Regions from separate parts of the Anser cygnoides genome. Here region 2 is linked to region 1. Evidence: chromatin contacts called from public Hi-C data. All regions are on one chromosome and are shown on one strand. The core of a region is the stretch at or near the end of the contact, and the rest is flanking DNA. Distances in the headings are between cores, read along the strand shown.

Region 1 (6,817 bases), core at 1,471-3,970:
AATGCAAGTGAATCTGATTTACAAAATGCAAGGTTTTTAGACAAAGTCAAAACATTGAATAATTAACATAAAAGAGTATACAGTACTTTTCTCTGTCATGAAAGCTATGAAGAAATCGTCCCAGGTCTCATAGGAGGGAAGAACAGACATGCCATTGGAAAAATGATAAAAAGATGTAGCCACATCTTTTGGATTGCGAATCAACAGCAATATCTACAAAATAAAAGTATTTTATTTCTGCAGTGAAAAATAACAAACCATAGTATGAAGAAAAAAAAAAAAACAATAGTCTTCTTTAGAATTACAGTCTGGGGAATTTCTAGTATGTCATACACTATTTGCAGTAGTAACATTTTTTTCCTAAATCCAGTAAGTGAAGCATTTTGCTTCACTTCAGTACCTTGTGAATATGATTGCCTATAGTTATCAAAATATCTTTTCCAGATTAATCAAATTAATTATGCAGAATTTAAGTATGATTTGCTCAATGCGAGTATTATTCATCATTTAGATAGTGAGGAAAAAATCACACAAACACAAATTCTCTCCAGAACTTAACACATTTGTGACAACATTGTGGAAAGCCTTCCATAGGAAGTTGTGTACAAATACATTTTTTTACTGCTGGAGGGTTTGTTTTCCCCCACATCTGCCTTGTGGATACTGAAACAAATGTGTCAGTAAAGATGAACTGAGACTTACTGAGATAAATGGTAGCTATTAGTCAAGTAAAAATGGCCAAGCTAAACACTATGTAAGTATAAGAATGATTTTGAAATTTGGCCTAAAAGCACTAGATTGGCTTTCAAAAGCATTTGTAGGAGTGTTTGCTTACAAAACATTCAAATCATCACTCACCTTGGCTTTATTTTTGAAGATAGACCTTGGAAGATTGTCAGGAAGGAGATGAGTAAATATAACTCTTCGAGAAGGTAACTTGTTCATTCGCTTTATTAAGAATTGGAAGGAGGAAAGTAGACATTTCAATTACTACAAGTATTGTTCCATTCTCCTGTGATAAAATATTACTTCGCTAAATTTATCAACAGTTTTTGGCTGATCAGACGCACTTATGCTTTATGAGTGTTATCCTGGGATCTTAGCAGACTGCCCTGAGTAGCAATAATCTTCAAAAGGCCCTGAGAATGAACATTTGGAAGGAGGATTAGCCATTACTAATTCTCTTTAGTGATAATGAATTTAATATGTTCTGCTAGACAAGGTATGAAACTGAAAGGTAATATCCAGAATCTAACTGGGAGCATGGGAAAGCTGAATGATCCCAAGAGAGAAGGGGGGATAAAGAAGAGGTGGTAGAAAAGACAAAAGTCATTCTTTCAATATTTAACTTTTCATGAAACTCTTCATAAATACAGAAAATGCTACACCGAATTTCCGTAGTGCTTGTATTTCTAATGAGTATGTGCTCCTCCCAAGCCCTGTAGAGTGTCCCTTTATCCCTCAGCATTTGGCAACGTAAATGAGTTTCAACCTGGCCAGATGCAGCCTACAGAGACATGGAAGAGTTCTTATCAAAGAGTGGAGTATTTCACATGGCATATATTCAGTGTTTTAAGCACCAAATTTTTACAACTTTAATAAGTATTCTGTGCCCACCTCGTATTTCCCAGTATCTCCAACTTCAAGGTAGGGGAATTCTTCTAGGTCTTCATCATTAACACTTTCTTCATCCTGCGTTTTCTTTTCAAATGTGGCTACCAGATCACTTAAGATCTGACCTACCCAGTTTGTACCTGAAAGGGGAAAAATACAGAATTGCTTGTAAAGCCTGGAGAAAAAAAGCAGAAGTGGATCTGCCAGCAGACAGGAGGTAGGCAGTACTACCAGGTGAGTTGCCTGGTCTTCTTTCATGTGATACAGTATCACAGCTGACTGTCTGGATAATCACCTCTCAGGGCCCTACCTTTGCCCCCCTGAAGGTTACACTTCTCCAACTTAGATGGCTAAATGCATCATAAATTAACTTGTAAATTGTAAAATAACTAATAAGGGAGAAGAACCACTGATTCAAATATGCAAACATGCACTAATGTAATAATTTTTAATTGTTACAAGTGGGAATAGGGGTGGTAAACCTGTAGCTCAAAACCTAGTATATTACATATGTTTTCTGATGTGCTGCACAGGATTATCTTGGGTGGAAGGACAGGTCACAGAACTTTAGCATAGTTGCAGTACTAGACCCCAAAATTGTGCTGTGTATGCTCGTTTTTTTACCAATATGTAATGTAGTATCTAAAAAAATGTCTGAAATATTTCATATATATATATGTGTGATATATTTTTTCGCAATGTAAAGAGAACCTGTAGAGAAGTCTTGTGTTTAGTTTACCATTTCCTGACCTGTGGACACTGGGTTCCTACATCTTTGTCATTAGAGTTTAAGAACTGCATTTTAGCGTATAACATTTCTTCAAACAGAAAACATGCTAAAAAAATAGCAAAAACTTTATAAACCTGCCAACTGTGGCTATCTGCTGTAAGGCACTGTGAATCCTATTGCCGAAGGAGAAAAATAGCTATATTAAAATGGATATGTAACACATCCAAAAGCCAGCGTAGAGTGTTTTCAGGGAGAAGCAGCAAAGATGTAGGGTAAACTAGCAACCCCAGAAAAGAACTCCTCTTGATCTCCCAATAAAAATCCATGTGACCACTGTCAAGCGTTGCAAAATCATTTTTGGTAGTCATGGATTTTAGATATTCTAGAAATTTATGAGAAAAAAAAAAAGAATATGCAGCACTGCATGTGAAGGCACCAATGGGTTCATTCTATGTAGAAACACAAAGCTACTATCTTTACAAACATAACTGCAAGAGCAGATCCTGCAATACTAGGAAATCTAATTGCCTCCAGTTTGAGAATTACATTTTTATTCTTTTCAGTTTGTGCATACAAATTCATAACTACAAAAATTAAAGATAACAAAAGCTTTACATGCTTTTTAGCTTTTATAGCTAAGAAAAATCAGATGTCTTTCTCAGTCATTTGCAAAATTCCTATATAATGTCCTCATAATTAGCTTTGTTGTGTTTTTTTTTAAAAAAAAAAAGTTCTACTTTTTTTTTTCCTCTAAAAATTGTAAATAGAACCTACTTATTTGATATCACATAAAATCATTTACAAAGAAAGCAAACTATATTCACCAGATTTAGGGTATCCTGCCAAAATGACATCATCACTTCTGGCTTCAAGGGACTCCATAGCTTTAAACACTTCAAGACTGCAAACAGTAACAGGGTAGAGAATCCCCTTGTAAGAAAAAAGCAGTTCATCACGATTCATTGTGTTAGCAGCAGCCATTGCCTTATGTACCACATCAATAAATTTCTTCCTGGGCTTTTCCATTCTTCTCTGCCTCACACACAGGCTCCGTCACAGTGAGAAATGCTACAATGGAAAGAGAACCAGAGTGTGCCTTTTAACAGGGCTTTAATTTGGGGGGTTTTGGCAAGGAGAGGGTGTGGGGGGGTGGACCTTGTAAGCAATAATTAACTACTCTTTTTGAAACTGGAAAAAAAAAAAAAAAACTTAACCGCAGACAAAGACCTTAAGTCACTTGAACCCTTTGATATCAACAGAACATAGATGTAACAGAACAAGAAAAACAAGCAAATGTAATTGCATCCTGGGTTAAAGGTTTTATCTAACTCAAAAAACATCATATGCCAAAAATATGCAAATAATTACAGCAGAGTTTATAAACAAAGTACATCGAGATAGAAGAAGGACATGAATTACAGGCTAGGGTTTGACTGGCATAAGCACATTCCTTGTGGCCGTTCTGCTCTTTTCAGCATTCATTCTGCTGGGATATTTTCTTATATAACTCTTTTTTTTTTTTTTCCCCACAAAAGTGAGATAAAATGCACTGGGATTGGGAGAGTGTTTGCTGCATTAGCGACTGTCCTGTGATGGTGGCCAACTGCTCCCTCCAGCTGGTGCACAGGAGGGCAGAAGGACCAACACACTCTTTGACCATTGTTCTTCTCCGTTTGGATTGCAATAGAGAGGTCTGGCTTTCTGGTGGTTACATGAAAATGACTACTTTTACATGTTCTTTCCTTAATGAGCTCAATCATTTTTTAATAACTGATCAATGATCACTGACTTAGTAAAAATGTAGCCTCAGTTATAATGATTATTATTTATAATGGACTTTAATTGATGAACTTCAGACTGCACCAATCTCAGTACAAAAATTAAAGTAATGCCCAAGTTTAACATTAACATCTTTGACAAGAGGATGGATCACAAGGCAGAGAGGAAGCAGAAAATAGATCCTCCCTCCCTGCCCCCCCCCAAAAAAAAATAAAAAATTAAAAAATTAAAAAAATAAAAATTGTGCCAAGTGTCTAAATACCATTCTTTCCTATCTTTGAATGCTGCCTGTTGGGCTGCTGTAGCAGGAGGGCCACCAATGGCACACCTGTATGCTTCTGTCAGTTGCTTGCCCTGGGGAATTCACAACCTGGCATTGAGGCACCCTGCAGCACTCACAGGATCACCTGGCCCTACAGCTCTTGCATTTTGATGCAAATATTGTTCAGTCTATGGAAATCTTTTGCTTTTACCTTCATCTCTTATTTTCTATAAAACTTTATCAGTATATAAAAACTACCTGTGAGCAGGCATCAGCTGAACCAAGTGGACACCTCGTGACTCCTGCTCAGTCCATTTCCTGAATCAGAGCTCGCATCAATGCACATCCAGTTGGCACCATCTGCATTGCTTCACTTACATTAGCTAGAAATTACTGTACAATGAAATAGCATCTTTGCTGATTCTTAACGTGTAACCAGCTATTCTAGCAAAACATAAAACAGCTTGCCTTATTTTTTTTTCCTTTAGCTGGGGTTTTCATAATAGAAGCACATACTTCGTTCCCATACTTCAATCTTCACAGAATAGTCCGGAGCAATTTTGAGAGTGAAAAACCATTGGATTTCTCATGTATATTTGCCAGAAAAGGCAGTCAGGGCATTCATTGCATTCATTGGAGGCATGTATTATGATTACGATTAGGAACTGAACACACACACACACACATACAAAAAAAAAAAAAAAGGCAGTATTACTGAAGAAAAACCAATTAGAAGACAAGAAGACATAAGTCATAAGGAGGGATTTGGAGGGGAATTAAATTTCTTGGGTGAAAAAAAAAAAAAAAAAAGGATCAAGATTTCGTAACGTGAGCCTTTGATACAGCCATCTGCCACGACACCGTAGCTGGGAGAGGGGGAATGAACCTCACATGGTACGTGTTGCATAAGAAAGACTCTGATCCTGCCAAATGCTGAAACAGGAGACTGATGGAAAACATTAGTTGGTTTAAAGTTTCTAAAAAGCAGCTTTAAAAACACGGAGATTAAAAACAGATTAAAGGATTTGGTAATCTCCAGATTAATGGTGTTTGTTGTTCAAACCACCACTGTGCCTCTAAAGGTTTCTGACTTCCCATAGATATCAGACTTGGTCCTTCCTGATTGTGGAGCTTTGCAGAAAGAGTCTGGTGAGCTTTGCTGTGACAGCTACAGGACTCTGCCAGCTGACAATTACCCAATGAACTGATCTGCTTGTGCAGAGCTATTCCCTGTTAAATGAAGCAACAAAACAATCCCCAAACATACCCTCAAAACTTAAGGGATTGTGCTCTCAGTTGGTAGGTGAGAAGAGGTGGGTTTCCATAACTGTTCCTGTGGTCTGCATGTATCTCACTCAGACTCTGGAAAAGGCTTCAATAAATCAGCCTTCCAAAATGAACTAAAATGGCTCTTGGTCCACTTATGAAGGTACCCCCCTAAACTCCTTCTGACCATCGATGTGACAAAAAAAAAAAAAAAATCAAGGGCTCAAGAGGGGGATGTTTCCTGGGATCCTACAAATCAGTCCAAGAAAATTTGGGCCCCAAGTAGAATTAGCTTTACAATGGAAACACCATTTGTGTCATTTTTTTCATTTGAATAATCCAGTGTGTGCCAGATCTGAGGGCAGTCAAAGTCTTCAAACAGCAACTGGGGTGGTAGGATGTGTTAGGTTATGTGGTAAAAGCTTGTCTGCATGCCCACAAAGGAGCACAGAGACAATGGCGGGCAGGGGTGGGGAGCCCAAATAATGCCCTGCCCAGCTACTCCCAGGGCCGTGACAGCAGCCATCAGCTCATCACCACCACAAGCACAGAGAAGCACACAAAGGCAGTCCAAGTCCAGGGCTCAGCTGGTGCTGGGTGGGCTGCTGTCCGGGGACATAGGCACGTTAAGTATTGTGAGGGAAGGTTTCATCATTGGACAGGATTCATCAGGGGATGTTTATGAGAAGGACCAAAGATATGGAAAGGGAGGGATTTAGGCAATTTGGGGAGGAACAGTGAGGGAAAATAGAGGGATAAGGGATAAAAAAGGACCAGCTACATATAAATTGTTGGCTGGTCGGAATGCTTGTTTGCTTTGCTCTGCGCCCGATCATCACAGACTGTCCTATTTTCTCATTAATTTCCTTTCCATCTTTTTGCCTGGGCAAGGGACTCTATTAAATGTGTACGTGTGTGTAGGGCAGTCTGAGTGCCAGCAGTAGGGGTCAGACCCTGTGTGGGAGGTCATCTGTGTCTGAGCGCCAGCATCTGGATTGAGTGCATCTGAATTAAGTGGGCTGGGACCACGAGCCAGAGCGCCCATGTGCATGGGTGCCAGCAACTGGGGAGACCCAAGTGGCACCAAGTGCCAGTCCCTGAGGTGGGACCAGGGCTCAGAGCCTTTATGCACCTGGAGCAAGTGTGGGTGCATGAGCGTGGGTGTG
Region 2 (6,731 bases), core at 3,290-5,789, 630 kb after region 1:
AAAACCACGTAGAAGTAGCCATTGGCAATAATAATTATTTTATGTTATTAAGTTTAATCTGGTATTGAATCTAAAGCTGTTTATGAAACTGGTGAACAGCTGCTTCACATCACAGCAGAACTGATTGGAAGCAATGGGGGAAAGCACACTAAAAGTAGTTACTCAGTAACTCGACTGAAAAATTACAGATCAGGCCCTGTTTGAGGAACCAGCCAAGGTACACCATATTGCCCTTTATTATGCTTGGGCCAATGACAAATTCTACAACAAAAGTACTGAAATTATGGGGTTTTGATCATCAATTCCCACTGCGCAGATTATTTGGGACGATGCTTAGGGTCAGTATTTTGCCTTTACAGACAGGGTCCTGGAGGAAGTGGGCACAGTGTCACGGGGACGCACAGGGTGTGTGAGTGTGCGCACGTGTGCCGCTTTGGCACGTGCCCAGCACAAGGCTGAAGGGATTAAACAAAGCAAAGGTCTTACTCCAAACTCTGCCAAGCTGGTCTGGTTTCAAGTATGTTCTCAAATAGTAATAAAGCTCGTAACAAAGCCAGGAAAAGCCGGATTCTTGGAAGACTGCATTAACGGGCAATCATAATCTGAATTAATAAAGTAGGAAGATGTCTCAAGGTGGTTTCCATTGCTATAACTTATACAGAAATTACCTGGAGAGGGGCAGTATGTTCTGGCTGTAAGAGCTGAGGCCCAGCCGTTCGATGCTGTTGTGAACTGAGGGACCTTTCCAGTGGTGTATTATGATTAAGAGGTACTGATACACGCTGGAACTTTAAATGCTGCAATCTGAGATGGGATTCAGATTTAAGCCTCTGGCTTTAGTCCACATCTCCAAATAACTGCCAATTCAATGCTCTGTCTTGAGCAACTGTTTCCGTTAAACCAAATTTTTGTGTGTTAAGCTTGGATTCTGAAGTTAAACGCCTCTAATTGGGAAGGATTTGAAACCATGACTAATCACTGAGTGCTGGATTCCCTTCTCATTATGTCCTTATATCCAGTGTGCACTCACCTCATGTCTTCTCTGTCCTGCCTTTCTTTTGGTTCTTACCGAAATAGTGGAAATCTCAGAAGAAAGCCTAGCGTGCTGCGGAGCACATGATTGCATGAGCGAGACCACTAACGCCACTGCGTCAGCAGGACCCTCCGAGTCCTTAAAATACACTCTGCTAGGGATCTACACCGGTAAGTAATCCACGCAATCTTTAATGAATATCGCTGATGAGGAACCCACTATTTGTGAAACCAAGCATCATTTTACAGATTAAGTTTCCAACTTCCTCCTTCAACCCAGTTTGCTAAAAAGAAATATGATATGTGAGAGCTGTAAACAACTCCTTCCTGAAGAGTTTCAAATGCTGTGTACCGGTGCCACATCGTTTTTGCCTAAAGGAGCAAGCCACTTTTCACCTGGAGTAAAGCTGTAGCCCGGTATGGTGACCCCCATAGGACTGTACTGTAATTAGAGGTGGATCTGTACCATGGCTCCCAGAACATTCAGTCATTTAGGGGGGAGGCTTTTGGATCCCTGCTGAGATTTTACAGCTTCAGTCAATTCTCAGCTGTGATGCTTGAATTATAATACATTTGTGCGAAAGGCGAAGATAAAAAGCAGCGCTAGGCGAATTGGCACGTCTCTCATTTAGTAACGACAGCTCCAATAGACCTTCCTTGCATAAGGCTAGAAAGAAATCAAAGACAGGGAAGGTTGATGCCATCAAAAACTGGAATGACAAAAATAGATATGTAAAGATTCATACAGTGACATCTTGTAGCAATGAAGGAAGTTCAAAATGCATCTGGCTCAGAACAGGTTCATCTCTAGATAACGGGGAAGTATCTAGCAAGGCAATATGTCACCTTACCTCTGTTAAAATATCTTCACAGTCTCTGCACACATATATGCTCGCTATTCTGGGACAGATGGATAGCATTTGTCATATGCTCACACAGAGCGTATGCAACCCAGTCAGAGCCAGCACTCACCAGGCGAGTCCATCACAGCAAATCCTCTCTCCTTCCCAAGCCTCCATTCCTTATCGGTGAGAAAACGCAAAGAGTATTCCCCAATTTCCCTTACAGAGTGTGCTGGAGCTGATGCCTTTCTGTTAAAGGCAGGTTTGGCTCGCAAGTTCAAATTTAAATTTGACGACTAACATACACAGCACTCCCTTAGGCTTTGCTCATGCAAAATGAATGCAACCCCGCTGTCTACTGACCTTGCGTCAGTAGGGTTTCATTTTTCTTTTAAGCTTTTAATAAAAGATACGTCTTTTCCTACCTCAAGAAAAGCCATATAGCTAGATATTTCATTTAGAGACATTTTTAAAACATCTCCCCTGTTTGGTTGCTGAATACGTATTTTGCCAGCTTGGGTAGAGCCAATAATGGGTAAGTCTCCTGTTGTTTATTTTGTGCATGTTTCTATTTATGTTCATACCAATCACTATTAAGCCATGCAGTTACTTATCTCCTGTAGTCGCTCTTGGTTCATTTGACATATTTGTTAGAATATTTGTTCTGTAAATGTGCACGTCCTGCTCTCATCCATTTAAGTCCTGCCATCAGCCCATACACACTAATGAACACCCTGGCAGAATACACACCTCTTAATGGTTTACAGTCCAGCCACAGTGGAGAAACAGTACGCTGGAGAATATATTTTCATTCTAGAAGACATTGGTGAGAAATAATAAACAATTAGAAATTGAGGCAATTTAATATAAATCTGCTAATGTATTTGGACAGTAAAAGTCGTCAGAAAGTAGCACAAATATAGTAACATAGGAGGACATTAAACAAGCCACGTGGATGAGAAGAGGGGCCTGGTTCTCCTCTTATTCTCTAACTCCACTTGTTTGCATGGATGGATTTCTAAGCTACATCAGTAAGAGAGGAAACACAGTCATGCCTTGTATCTGTCATAAAGCAATCAGTTGCCAGTCTGTGGCTTCGTGTATATTATTAGCTACAATTATCTTCCTGATAACATGAGCAAAATCGTATTGATTCACTCCACAGGCAACAAATGTAGACTGATACATACACAATCATTTTTTAATTAACTACGCTATGTATTCTTTTATATGCTGCTTCTGCTAGGAAATTATAGGTTCAAAGCTGTAACCTGTGTCTTCTTCAAGTCACCCACAGCTGTTCACTGTCATCTTTAAAACAGCACATATTCTGTACTCAAAGTCATGCTCAGAGCTGACCAAATAGCTAACCAAATAAAAGGGCTACATGTACTGGGATCCAAGGCAGCGGTTCTACTCCTAGTGCTTTATTTTTCTTTCCGTGTAGTTGAAGGAAGATCCGCCCCCAACCATGAATGCCTTGGCACTGAAAGTGAATATTCCTTGCTTGTGTTGATTTAAAGCCTTTTGATAGATCCAAAGGGAGCTCTTTCTGGCCAGCTCCCCAGCCCCGCGACCCCTGGCCTGCCCTGGAAGGGTGAGCCATCACCCTCAGTGGCCGTGCAGCTGGCCTGGCGGCTGTCACAACAGGCGAGTCACAGCTAAGCAGAGGGGATTTGCGAGGTGCACAGCTGTATGCTGAAGATGCAAATGTAGATCAGGCCTCCTTGTTTACACAGAAATGGCCTTTACACTGAAGCGGAATCATATTCATCTGCCAAAACATCCCATAGAGAGCTAAGCACTAAGTCAGAACAATAACAGCAACAAGCGATTTCCCATCCTTCTTCCAGCGTTCCTCATTTTTTTCATGAACTTTTTGTTTTGTTTTTGCAGCTAGTGGTGTGCTAGCTGTGTTGCTGATTGTTATATTTCTGGACCAGATCAAATCTGACCAAGCAGAGACTGAGAAAGAAATACAAAAGACACCATCCCTTTGGTCTACGTTCCTAGCAACTTTCCAGCACCTTAAAGATAAAAGACAATGCCTTCTAATCCCTCTGACAGTGTACAGTGGGCTTGAACAGGGATTTCTTGCTGGTGACTACACAAAGGTGTGGATGACAATGCAAATCTATTTCTGTCTGATTGTTTTTTTTTGCCTTTGTGACTTACTGTTGCATCTGATCTATATTTACTTGTTTGAAGATGTTCTCAATGGTGATTTGTGCCTAGTTACTCTTACTTCTACTTGAGTGACTCTTGACATCTTCAAACAGAATAGGCCAGCCGTAAACATGTCCCTTGGAACAGCCTTAAAAAGAGCACAGAGGAGAGCTTAACTCATCAGTGGAGGCCACAGAAGAGAGCTACAGGTTCAAACTCTTTGGCTTGTTGTAAATAACAAACTGGGAGAAAAGCCAGAAGTCTGCAAAGCTTTTGTATCTTCCTTCCTTCTGGTTTCCCTAGAGTTTCTGTAAGTGCAAGTCAGCACACATACCACATATTTTATTTTATGAACCTTTACAGTATGAGGGCAAGCCATCAACATTGCTGGCTGAAAGCCCTTACCAGTCGCTAGTGCAGCATGTCCAAACCCTGACATCGAAATGATCAAAACCTCCTCTGCTCCTCCAATTCCTCTCCAAACCTGGACACGTAGTAGGTGTGCTCTCCACACATTTGTTGAGAAAGCCTCCAAAGAAAGGGGGCAAACTTCCTGAGCTGCTTATTTGAAATTTAAGCTATCAAACCTTGCATATAAGCAGATGGAAGAGTGCACCTGCTGCTGTGTTTGAATGCATTGAGAGGGGCACTCCATGGCCACGTCCAGAGGCTGCATGCTCTTGCAGGTGAGGTCCTCCTCATTTCCCAGGAGGTGCTCAGTGATAATCATAGTGCCGATTGTTGATCTTCAGATCCTGAGGTACAAAGGAAAGGGCAGAAAACTCCTAGTGCCACTGCCAGGAGTTTTATTTGCATAGTGAGCAGTGCCCCAGTGCTTTCCCCTGCTTGTTACTGCTCTGTTTGCATAGCATAGGTCTGACTGGGAACCGGGTTAGGGATATCACTGCTGAAGGCCAACTATGTCAGTACTCCAGAGACCTGTCAGCAAACTCCGTAGCTGTGCTCCTTTGACCTTGTCTGTGCTGGCTATTTACTAAATACACAGGCTAAGACCCTTGAACCTTAGCTGCATATTTTCCCTGAAGCCAATGTGTCACCACTGTCTCTTCTCTTGCAGACATATGTGACCTGTGCCCTGGGGATACACTATGTTGGTTACGTGATGATCTGCTTTTCAGCTGTGAATTCCCTCTGCTCTCTGCTCTTTGGAAAGATCTCTCAGTTCACGGGTAGAAAACTCCTTTTTGCATTAGGTATGTAAAGGTCACTTGAAGGACTGATCACCTCATGTAAAATATCAAATCCAGTGCTCCCCCCTTTGTGTGCACTACAAAGGGAGAGCTCCCTGTCAGCTCTCAGTTAAAACCAAAGTCAGTTGGGGGGAAAACTTAACTCATGAGAAGAGAAGCAGCACAGCCAACCAGTGTGTTCAAGTCACTGCCTTACACCACTTTGCTGGTGTAGTTAACCCTGCTTTTATCTACTCAGAATGATGAGCTCAGAATTGATGCTTTATAGCTCTAATGCAACCGGCGATAAATGATCTTACAATGCAGAAGTTGAGGTCTACACTATACCTGAGAAGGACTTCTCCATTGGGGTGAAACTTCCTCACCTTTACGGAGCGAAAGCCACCGAGAACCTAGTAGGATACACTGCTGATTTGAGTCTCAGGGGGTGGTGAACCAAGAACTGTCAATAACCAATCTAGAAATTTTAGGAAAAATTTAAAAGAGTGGCCTAGTGTACTTTTCACTGCTTGTTCTAAAGGGTGAAAAATAAAGGAAAGGGTCATATGATAACGTGTCAGGCTAAAATAACTTGAGGGCCTGTATATGGAACAGCAATGTTCAGATTGCCATGAGAAGAGATTTGTATATTTAAGAACCTCTCCATCTCCAGAGAATGCTGTTACAGGAAATAATGGAGGCAGAAGAACACCAAGAAATGTTTAATTTCTGTCCTAGTATCCACTGAAGTATCTACGCTGAGGTGTATTGATACTTTACTTCCATTACACAGACTTCCACATTATTAGAGACCTCCACAGGAATTTTTAAACCTGGGCAAGGAAGAAGAAATTTAGTGTCCTTTATATTACTGTCACTATTCAGTGATTGTTCTACATGCATTTCATTCTGTGAAACTAATTTTAGATGTAAAAAAAAAAAAGCAAATTAAAATAAATTAAAAAAAAATAGCATTAGTAATGCAAGACCTCTAACCTCTCAGTTCTGTTTAATAGTCTTTGTACTCAGACTCTAAATGTGTGCCCGTGACAGAGAACAGCCAGTTACTCATTTACGTGCTGCTTTTAAAAAGAAAGACAGAAAGGCAGCAGTCACTCTAGACATCCTTAATTGCCTCCTTTAGACCTGAAACAAAATCTGTGTTTAAGGGCTACCTAAGGAGAGGCGACCAGTGCTTCCTCTCCCGTGCCACATGCATCGCATTTGGATTGCAGGGCTTTCAGCAGCCCCTTCTGCTGCTGAGTGGCAGTTCTCATCCTCTGGGATATAAGCCACACCAGCTTCCAGGATCTCAGTTTAGGACACTGCTCAGAATTATTAACTGAAGACTGCAAAGGGATCGCATTGTCTTGTGTTTCATGTGATATCAACCCAGTCAGCGCAAATCTCAATGAACCAGAAAGATTTTAAGATTGCCTTGTGCTTTAGTTGGGAGTAGAATTTTAAAGCGCATCTACCACTATCTGTCCTGCTTATAATA

What was found. Hi-C and Micro-C count contacts between places; a contact is called where the count stands out from the background.
Region 2: a Hi-C map of liver shows a contact between it and region 1, with 3 times the contacts expected there. The contact joins two enhancer-like sites. A contact is called at or near these places in 2 of 7 Hi-C or Micro-C datasets (both in liver).

Annotation. Positions count from the first base shown.
Region 1 is chr3:46,286,906-46,293,722 of Taihu_goose_T2T_genome, forward strand. LOC106044595 (sulfotransferase 6B1-like) reads right to left here. Exons shown (of 10, transcript XM_013194697.3): 4 at 3,169-3,412; 5 at 1,618-1,754; 6 at 859-948; 7 at 87-213. The coding sequence starts at 3,370. Among named protein-coding and RNA genes, the nearest start is that of DACT2, 37 kb to the right of the region's middle. Within about 2 kb of position 2,721, at least 1 of the 3 cell types and tissues checked has open chromatin away from gene starts, as enhancers often do. A contact at or near this core is called in liver, where this site is marked.
Region 2 is chr3:46,911,337-46,918,067 of Taihu_goose_T2T_genome, forward strand. UNC93A (unc-93 homolog A) reads left to right here. Exons shown (of 9, transcript XM_048045931.2): 5 at 1,078-1,203; 6 at 3,771-3,988; 7 at 5,119-5,254. Among named protein-coding and RNA genes, the nearest start is that of TTLL2, 9.0 kb to the right of the region's middle. Within about 2 kb of position 4,540, at least 1 of the 3 cell types and tissues checked has open chromatin away from gene starts, as enhancers often do. A contact at or near this core is called in liver, where this site is marked.